Linked DNA regions of Anas platyrhynchos: region 2 is linked to region 1. A link is a contact called in public Hi-C data. All regions are on one chromosome and are shown on one strand. Each heading gives the region's core, a stretch centred on a gene start, on an enhancer-like site or on the middle of the called end of the contact. The rest is flanking DNA. Distances are from core to core; before and after follow the strand shown.

What was found. A called contact is a pair of places that touch in the nucleus more often than the background predicts.
Region 2: a contact with region 1 is called in a Hi-C map of subcutaneous adipose tissue, with 2.2 times the contacts expected there. The contact joins two enhancer-like sites. A contact is called at or near these places in 3 of 8 Hi-C or Micro-C datasets (liver, skeletal muscle and subcutaneous adipose tissue).

Annotation. Positions count from the first base shown.
Region 1 is chr2:94,699,474-94,704,673 of IASCAAS_PekinDuck_T2T, forward strand. No RefSeq gene overlaps it. Among named protein-coding and RNA genes, the nearest start is that of HIVEP1, 14 kb to the right of the region's middle. Within about 2 kb of position 2,763, at least 2 of the 8 cell types and tissues checked have an H3K27ac peak or open chromatin away from gene starts, as enhancers often do.
Region 2 is chr2:94,843,688-94,848,575 of IASCAAS_PekinDuck_T2T, forward strand. No RefSeq gene overlaps it. Among named protein-coding and RNA genes, the nearest start is that of EDN1, 14 kb to the right of the region's middle. Within about 2 kb of position 2,689, at least 4 of the 8 cell types and tissues checked have an H3K27ac peak or open chromatin away from gene starts, as enhancers often do.

The DNA.
Region 1 (5,200 bases), core at 1,513-4,012:
TGTGATACTACTGTGGTGGGTGTTGTAGATATTAGTAATCCTGTCTCCACCGCAGGGTTTGAAAGGCACCATTACTAAGGCTTTGGTACCGTGCCTTGAGCAATACGGTGAAAAAGAAATATTGAACAGGAGCTCATTAATGGTGCAGACACAATGTTCTGGCTGTATCAGATCTTGTCTTAGGTTGCTAACCCCTCAGATCTGCTGGCAGAAAAGCACTTCTAGCTGCTTCTGTTTGCAAAAATTGTCTGACTTGGTGGGGGCACAGATTTGTCTGACCTTTATATATATATATATATATATATACCCAAAAAGAAACCACAAACCACAGATCATTCGACAGAACTTGCGTTAAGAAATTACTGCAGATGGAACTGTTCTGGCAGATCAGAAAGTGTGATCATATGCCTGGCAGAGAAGGGGTGGTGAGCAGCTGGCAGGAGGACCAGGGCAGTAGACTCTTGCTCGGGATGAGCTGTGATCAAAACACACCTGACCCTGCTCCACTGGAGTGCCACCCCCAGCTACATGTGGTGCATGCTGTGGCTTCCCCCAGAGCAAAGTAACACGAAGTTGGTCTGCTGTACTCACCGCTCAGGACAGAGCCAAAGCAGAGTGGGCAGTCTTTCTTGTAGGGTTTCCTGCCTACAGAGTGCCGAATTTTACAGTCTGAGTAATGTTTTCTGTGCAGGTTTTTGTGCCTAAGTACACATAGAGATACATGTTATGTAAAATATATGTGAATCATGTGTATGTGTGACTTTCCACAACAAATTATCTTTTTGCTATCTTTTCTTTGCCATGCACCAGAAAATACTCTAGGGGGAGATGAATCAGTCCTATACCATGGCCAAAATCACAGTGAGTCTATCAAGTGGCCCTCACAGGGAACATTTAAATCCCATAGGTATTTGAGAGACGCTTAGTAAATTCTGATGCTCTTTAAATATTAATAGCTGGTCTGGCCTGTTGGATGAATGATATTTTGGAAATTTTTCTGTGCAGATCCATGATTTACCAGTGTCTCAGTTGAAGAGGAATGCTTCCTTTAGTTGAATCATTGTGTAACATGTCTGATTCACTGTGGAGTCCTGATTCACTGTGGAGTTACTAAGTGTTGTGTCCCGAATTTCTGGCTGAAGTAAATCAGCACAAGGCATCATTTTGGGGGTGGAAGTGGTGAAGGGAATTTTTTAAATTATTGTCCACAAGTCCAATGTGAACAAAACTGTTTTCCCAACCTAAAGTGAAGACTGAAGGCTTCTTTGATTTATGCCAACTGCTGGTGGCCCCAAGAACAGTATGAAAGGAGAAAGCAAAGGGGACAAGTGCAGCAACTCAGCCTTGCCTGGTGGTGGGGATGTCCTAGTCCTAATCCTTACATCATCCTCAAATATAGAAATCGCTCTGCTCACTTTGTGGTAATTTGAATTGCCAAGTTAGGCAATTCCCTCATCATGAAACTGGATAGCTTTCAGACTGCTCTGGGTTGTCTCTATTATTCCATCAGGCTGAAATGCAGATATACGGAGAGCTAGCAAACCCACTTCTCTGCTGTGGTGTGGTATTTGTGTACAAAATGCTTGTTTTGGTTAAGAAGGCTTTTCCAATGGAAAGGAGGTATAATATTGGCAGAACTCTGATTTCTACCAATTATATGTCTTTTCTGCACTGAAGGAAAGATTGAAAGGTAGTTACAACTGAAGATCCATTTTGTGTAGACAAAAGGTGCTAGGCTACAAGTGACATGGGTGTTGAGTGTAGGTCTTGAGGTGGCTTACAAGACCAAGAGGGCCTGGGACACATTACCAACACCTAAACCTTCCCTGAGGAAGCTAACTTTGTCTGTGAGGAGAAAAATAATCTATTCTCCTTTGAGAATGAAAACTTGGTTTAAAAGTGGAAATGGTCTTCTGATAAACAGTACCATAAAGCTGGAAAGAGCTTTCTGTGACAGCTTTCTGGATGTGATAACCTGGAATAAAGGTCAGTCAGCTGAAGGGGCTATCCACACAGAAACTATTTATGTTATGTACAAGTTGTGCAATTGATTTTTGTAATCCCAGACAAAAGTAGACTCTTCTGAATCATTGTCAGCCTGTAAAAAGCTTCCAAAGACCAAAACTGCTGCTGAAAACCCAGCAGATGGTGGTCAGCTTCCATCTTGGCATCCACCATTACTGTTCCATCTACCTAAAATTGCTGTTATTAGTTAGAAAAGGCATTTTTCATTTCCTGTTCCACACTCATGTGTGGAGTTACCGTGCACTATTAGCAACTAAATGACGGTTTTCATTTCAGAAACAGATGAGGGCTGGATCCTGGCAGCTCATCTGTAACTGTGGAAATGGGAAAAGGTACAAGAAGCTGCCTGTTCATAAATGTATAAGAATGGTGCTCTTTTCATCAAGTTTTTGGTTTTGTTTTGTTTTTCCCTCTCCTCAGCCATGGTCTCCTCTCCACCAGGAAGACCATGCTTATGTAGTGTGAAGAGGAGCCCTTGCTGCATCTCTTCAGCAGGTTGCTCTGTAGTTTCTAAAGCATTTTGGACCTCCTCTGGTTATGCATGCTGAGCAACAGACAGTGTCTACAGTTCAGAGCATGATAGCTGCTCCTGGTGACTGGGGTTCATGTGAGTCTGGTTCATTTTCTCTGAAGTTGCTTCAGAAAGTGAAACTGCCCTTCTCCTCTCCCTGGATAATCCCCTTCTGCCAATGGTCATGCATCACCCTCGATGAATTATTCTGTATAGATGGTTTTGAAGTTCTATTGAGTCATCTGTGCAATCCAGGATGGTTTGCTGTTTTTCTGGCTCCACACACACGCATTTTCCAGAACAACCCAGAGGGAATTGCCCTATGCAATTGCTCATCAAGTCTTGTAACTCTCATACGCAATACCCTGCACAGTTCTTCTTTGCCACTTCTATCTCTCTTTCCAAAGCTTAACACAGCTCTTGCAGTATTCTTGCTTTCCTGGTTTTAGCTGAGGTAGGTGACAAATGCATGTTTGCTTTGCAGTTATCTCTGCTGGTTGAAGATGTTGCCAACCCAGGTATTCTATTGTTCCTGTGCCAGAGGTCACCATTCCCACTGACCTGCCAGCAGCTGGAAATATGTTTACATATGTTATTTGCTTCTTTACAAAATTAACTCATTTAACTTAAACCACTAACGAAGGCAGTCTAAACTAGCCCACATGCAGTGGAGCAGCTTGGGGAGTGTCCACACAATCCCTTCTGCTGCCAGAGCTGGAGTAGTAAATTTCATGCAGGACACTAGTGTGCTTAATTATATCAAAAAATAAAAAATAAAATAAAAAAAAAAGAGTAGTAGAGGATATTTATCCACAGACTTGAAATCCAGCTGACTTCCACCTGTGCCATTGGTGGAGGTGATGCTAGGGCATGGATGGGATTTTAAATATTAGCAAATTCCAACACAAACTAAATTAAAATTTAATTACACAGATCTGTAGCAAAGAGGAAAGAAAAAACACAATATCTCACCTCTATTAAAGGATTTGAATTTGTATGGGAACATTTGCAAAATTAAATGTTTAAGAAAAATTGTTTCAGATGATTTGGCCAGGAATAATTATGACTTAAAAACAGACTGTAAATACAAAGAAAAACAAATTAAGCTGGGACATGACGTAGAGGAAGTCTGTAATGAAAGTAATTGTTTTATATTTAATATATTGTTTTCAGCAGCCCCAAGAGGTCTTGCTGCAGGATCATTGGGATCTAATCCTTGTCCCAGGAAACTCAACTGTTGCAAACCTGATCCTGTGTGTGTGTGTGCATGTCTGCATGTATGCTGCTTGTAACAACCCAGCCAATGGCAAGGGCAAGTTCTGGGAATGCAAATTTTTGTCAAAATTCAGGCCATTTCAGGATTCAGTGCAGGGTGCAGCCTCGTGTCAGATACTCATTAGTAAGAGCAGAGAAAAGGCAAACAGCACATGAATGATTTTTTCAGTTTATTTTTAACTTTGATGGACTACAGGTGCCACTGAAGACCACAAATAATAGAGAGCAGATTGGAAAGGTTACCCCTGTGGACTGGAAAGATCAAAGGGAGAATTAATTTGAGGAAAATAGTTCTAAACATAGCAGGTAGCAGCAGAATTAGAAAGCAGTAATGTATATAAAAAGATAGGATGTAGGAAGGATGCAGGAAGTGCAAGAGGAGTCTCTGTAGAATTATAATACTTTGGAGCAAGGCAATATAAAAAGTCCTTGAAGAGATTTTTTTTTTTAGGCCTTGATATAATTTTGAATGCAGGACATAGTATTTGAATATTTGAAGCTTGGAGTTTGAATTGAAATTTGCAATCCCTTAGCTGTGTCTTTCTTTAACTTTTCAATCTTTTTCTTTCAGTGTGGCATCAGGTACATTTTTATAGCTAGGAACTATTCCAAGCCTTAGAGAATCTAAAATCATCTGCCAGGTGTTTGGAAATGAAGAGAAGGTGTTTAAGAATCAGAGTATTAACATGATGACATTACATTACGTGTTATACATACATACAGATATACAAGTCTGTATATGTAAACAAGTGTAGTTTGCAACTTCTTTTACTCCTTCTGTTGGGGCCCCAAGGCCACTTGCAGGCCTTAATGCCCTGACCAGCCTCACCTGTGGTCTCCACCTACCTTAAATGCTCTCAGAAAACCTTTTAAGCTTAGCCTGAGATCATCAGTCCCTGCCTGAGCTATTTGGAGGAGTGCTGGTCTCCAGCTCAGGTGCGCCTGGCCGTGGAGTCCTTTTATCCTGAGCTTTGTATGCAGATTGGTCTCCCAGCTTGAACTTGGCTCTGCCTCATCATCACAGCTCTGCCTGGAATTTTCTAGACCTGACCCATAGACTGGCTTCCCGGTTTGACCTTAGACCTGCCCTATCACTATGCTTTTGGCTTGTGACATGGGCTCTTGGTTGGACCCGGTTACCATCTTTGAGTCTGTCCTGCTCGGTTCACTCAGGTGGTGTGGGGCAGGCCATGGGATCACCTCAGCTCCTCACCTCCTCTTCCCTTGAGGAGAAGACCTGCTCTTGCTGCTCTCTGATGCTCTCTTAAAATATGTTTGTTAATGTGTAGGGATGAGCTAGTGTGGCTGTCAGTACTTAAGCAATAGTAGATAGTGATTTCTGTCCCCTCTGCAGAAGCTTTCTAACTGAAGTTCTTTTTGTCTAATGAA
Region 2 (4,888 bases), core at 1,439-3,938, 140 kb after region 1:
TTAAAAGAATGAAAATCAATTCATAATGAATTCAGGAGGCTCTCTGTACATATTTTAACTGCTTGGTATTATCCCATTGAAGAGGCAGTCCAACCTCACTAATGTACGTTGTTACACAAGCAAAGCACTCCAGCATTGATTTTTTCTTTTACAAAGGATTATGAATCCACATGATTTAAGCAACTGAGAATAATGACCAGCCCTGTAAGTTGAGCCAAGCACAGGAACTTTCTGGACTGAAGCAGTTTGTATCAGCTCTTTTAATTACATTTGAAGACATATACTGTCCATTAATATTTGACGTCTAATTATGTTTTTAAGAGGTGGCTCTATTGAAAACTAGTTATATCATGAAGATGTGTGCAGAAGCTTAAACCAAAGCTATTTTTTTTCTTATGCAGCCTTTCCAGGAACAATGGTCTAAATTAAAAAGCAATAAACTCTTGCCCTGGCTTGCATTTGGAGGTACTGAAAGGATGTGATTGCCAAGTGGTGGCTGTGAGGTGTGGCAACCACAGCAGGCTCCACTCTGCCTGCATCTTGGAGTATCCCAGAGCATCCTGAAGCTGGCAGCCCCCTAAAGCCACTGCTTTCTTGTAAGCAGGACTGAGCAAAAGCTGTTTCAAGGTATCCAGCACCTGCCTGTTGTGCAAGAGGCAGGGAGGAAACCTCCCTCTGCAGATCCCCAAGAACATAAATACAATCCATAGCTATGGTGTAAGCATTTAGGGTTGGAAACACAAAAGAAATCACTTGGTCTTGCACTTCCCACTGCAGCAATCAGTAGTTATTTGCTGGCTGTGATGGGTGCCAAATGCAGTGACCTTCTGGAGAGCAGAGCCAGGCAGGGCCCTCCTGGGAGTGGTGGGGGCTGAAGTTCTCTCTCCAGGACTCCCCTACCTGCCCCAAGCTGAGAAAAAACAGAAATTCTTCTCTGTTTGTCACCCCTTCCCTCGAAGCTCACTGGTCTCCAAGCTGTCCAGATGTGCTGATATCATCCAGCAGGCCTTGCATAACTTCCTCTTGGAAAAAAAAAAAAAAAAGTAAAAAAAAAAAGTGCCGCAGTAGCAGTTCTTATGGAATTTTATTATTTTAAAAAGAACCTCTGAAACACTCAAAACCAAACTAACAGCTGTTCAGAGACCAGTTGTTTTCCCTGAATTCATTGAGTTTCTGTGTGAGCATGGACGTTTGGGATATAAATATGAACAATTCTAAAACCAATGCTCAGAAAACATCCATGCCAGAAACAATATTCTGATGAAGCTGAAAAGTGAATTTAGCTTTTAGGTCCCTGTTATCTCTTCCCTCTGGACAGGAGGGAAAGGATCACTGGTTTATTGCTCTGCTACTAATGGCACTAAATAGCTTTAGATGTAACATAAGGAAATCTTTTGTGTTAGATTTAAGGCCACATTATGAGCCCTAAAGCCAGAACTTGCATTAAAGAACCACAGTGCTATATTCTCTCCTGTGCTTCCTGCCTGGCCTCTGCAGAGTTCACTGTGTTTCTGCTGGCTTATACCAATACAGAAAAAAGGGAAAACACTGCCACTATAGGGACAAATGCAGGGCTTTGGCAGGCATCTATACAGTGCAGAATGACCTTCCTTGACAGAAACTAAGGATCATAATGAAATTATCATGCAGCAGATTTGAAATGAGCTAAATGATATTTCTTTAATACCAAATACAAATTAACCATAGAAACTTGCCATGAGATGCTGTGAACACTAAAGGCTGATCTGTATTCAAAGAACTAGATAATGTCTAAGAATAGGAACATGTGGAGGGCCGCCCCATGACACCCTTCCTGAAACAAGGAATATGGGTGAGAATGGGATGCACAAGGGATCTGAATGGATACACACAGGGTTGCAGTGTAGACCTTGAACCCGGGAGAGGGTGAGCAAGATGAGCCAACCTTCCTGGGCAGGAATGGGCCCCAAATCTCACATGTCTTCTGGCTCTTGAGTTTCCCGACTGCTGGTTGACACAAACACTTTGGGATGCCCCTGGGCTACCTCTATGGCATCTCAGCTCTTTTTGTTTTGTTTTGTTCTGTTTTTGTTTGTTTGTTATCTAACTTCAATGGATAACCTTCAAAGATTTGCCAGACTTTCTCTTTTGTTTTGTTTTGGTTTTAATACAAATTGCTCAGGATGGCAGGATTTACCTTATTTAATTTAACTGTGTTACAAGAGACTGTATTACAATTTTTCATACATAGATATCCTCAAGAATTATTCATTCAGGCTATTTCACCTCCTGCCTGGAAGCAGAAGAAAACATCTTACCTTAGGACCTCCTGGTGCATATTTTTCCATCTTTTATTTATTCTTATTTTGCTATTAGACAAATCACTGGGCAGCATGACAAATGTGGAGAGGCTGTTTCCCTCACACTGTACATCTGGATGTAAATCCTTTCCCTATGTATCACACTTTCATTAAGCCCGAACCTTAGCTTTACAGCAGATCTGCAGTATAATTGCCATGGATCTGTACCTTCTTTCTTCACAGGTTTGCCATGGAGTGTGAGAACTGGCTATTGCCTCTGCTCACATAGAAAGCGACTGTGTGAAAGCTTAATCTGTTCAGAAATGATGACCCTGGCAGCGATGTATTTATAGAAAGAAACTGCACAAACTTTCTGAGCTGTGCAGGGAAATATCTATGCCTTTTCAAGTCTGGCAGAGATGTCCTTGTAGAGGGGTGTGGGATGAGCTACGGAGATAACACTGCTCCTCATACAGCAATTGTGAGAGAGGGACAGAAAGGACTTCTGCAATTTAATTGTGTTTAAGCCATCTTGCCTGAGACAAAAACTTAAGTATATGCTTAACTTTAAAGGTGATGTTAATGCCCAAGAACCTCAGGTAAGCATAAGCCTTGTAATAATTTAATCAAGATGTTGCACAATTTTCAGAGTAGTCCCTGCTTTTCCTCCAGACATGGGTTTGAAGATGAACTGCAGGAGAAAGCGTATCAATCAGTCTGTGTAAAGACCTAAGCCCAGAAGGATAAATATGGACTAATTGTTCCTCGCCTGCAGCAGTGTAAAATGGTTTTAAAGAGCCCCCTTGTTTCAGGCACTGATGAAAGAGGAAGCCCGTCAGACAACGGGATCTGGCTGGAGACAGGCTGTGTTACCCGTCTTTGGGAGGGAACACTGGCTTAAGCTGACTGAACCTCCCTATGGACATGCAATTAGGTGGGTTGCTTCCTTCAGAGGCTCAAAATGGCGAGAGCTGAAACAGGGCCTGTTACAGGCATGCTCGCACAGCATTTAGTGGCCATTCTTGTGATGGGTTCTTTAGGAGGTTCTGCATCTCCCCCACACCGTGTCCTTCAGGTATTTTATCTTAGTTGTGTGACCATCTCCACAGCCATCTCCTCCCCAGGGCCCTCTCCAGTTCTGTCCTCTTCCTTCTCGTCCCATCCATACCCCCACTATATCTGACTTCAGTTAACAGCTGTGTTTTTATTTTTTTTTCTTTAGGTTTATTTTCTTCTCCTTTTAGAATTGCATAATGCTTTGGGTCTGCAGGCTGTGGTGAGGGATGAAGTAGTTAAAACAAGGGTAAAGAAGCTGGAGATGCTCCTCATTATTTATCATAAAAGAGCAAGTTTGGGTTTAGTCCTGAAAATCTTCCAAATCTCAAGCCTAGAACCTGCATCAAGCAGAAACTTGTTTCTTGTCTGCTCTGAGTGAAGCTATGTGTAGTGCTAGGTACAGCCCAGTGGGAGGAAGGAGCCAGGCCAGCCAGCAAGTTACCAGTCCCACCAGAAAAGCTGCTGGAGAAAAAACGACAAAAGGCAATTTGGTGATACTGGGAGTCAGGGGGAGGAGAAGGAATTGGTTATTTCAGAAGGATTAAAAGGTCAAAGGCCTCAACGTGGAGAAGTCAGCCCCAAACCACCTCAAGCTGTTAGCATGGGATCAGCTGAAAAACAAATCCAAGGGCTAATTCTTTAGCATGCTATGAAAGCAGTGTGTGTCAGGGAAGATGTTCGTCCACTGCTTGTCCTGCTTCAGGGATGAACTGGTGTGATGACCCCATGCTGATGTCCCTCCAGCTGTGACACAGCCTCCCCCTTAGTCCCAGGTCTGCTTCCCCCCCCCCCCCCCCCCCCTTGCATGTAAATACACAGAAACAGGTAGGGGTAAGGAGGAAGCCCAAGGGCAAATTCTTCCTTCCCCTGACCAAATACAGGGCACTGTCATTTCTCTCAGGAGGAGGGGATAGCGGGGAAGACAACAGCACATCATCCACAACAGTACCTGTGTTCCCAAGCAGGAGTCAAGGAGCTGTGTTATTCCAGCATGAGGAGGATGTATATGAACATACCATGAGTGGTAGGTGGGGAATCCCAGCTGTGTCAGGGCTGATTTTGACTTTGCATGACTATGAGTATCTAATAGTTTGCTTCAAAATAGAGGATACGTTCTGCTTTCTAGTTGCATGGTGGCAAATGGGAAGAAATGATGAAGGGTTGTGCTGTGACCATCCCAGGGCTGTGACTCTCCCTGGTTGTTATCCCTCACCTCAAAGATGTAAAGAGAAATAGCCTAAGCAGCTTTCTCCACACCCAGCAAACTCAGTGTACCCTTCCATTTCCAATCCATTACATTGTCCTGCCTCATAGTCAAGGATAGGGAACAGTTCTACACCATCTGCAGGTTTCCTGTGCTCAACAGCTGTTTCCAGAAGTTGCTCCTGTACTCCCCCAGATAACCAAAATAAGCTGCAGAGCAGGAAAGAAAAAGGCACCCACTCCCACCCATGAGGCTGCCCGTTTCATTTTTCTCTTCTCCAGCCTGAAGGGTATAATCTTAGTTACCTCTCCTTACAGACTCCAGCTCTCTAGTTGACAGGGCTCTTCAG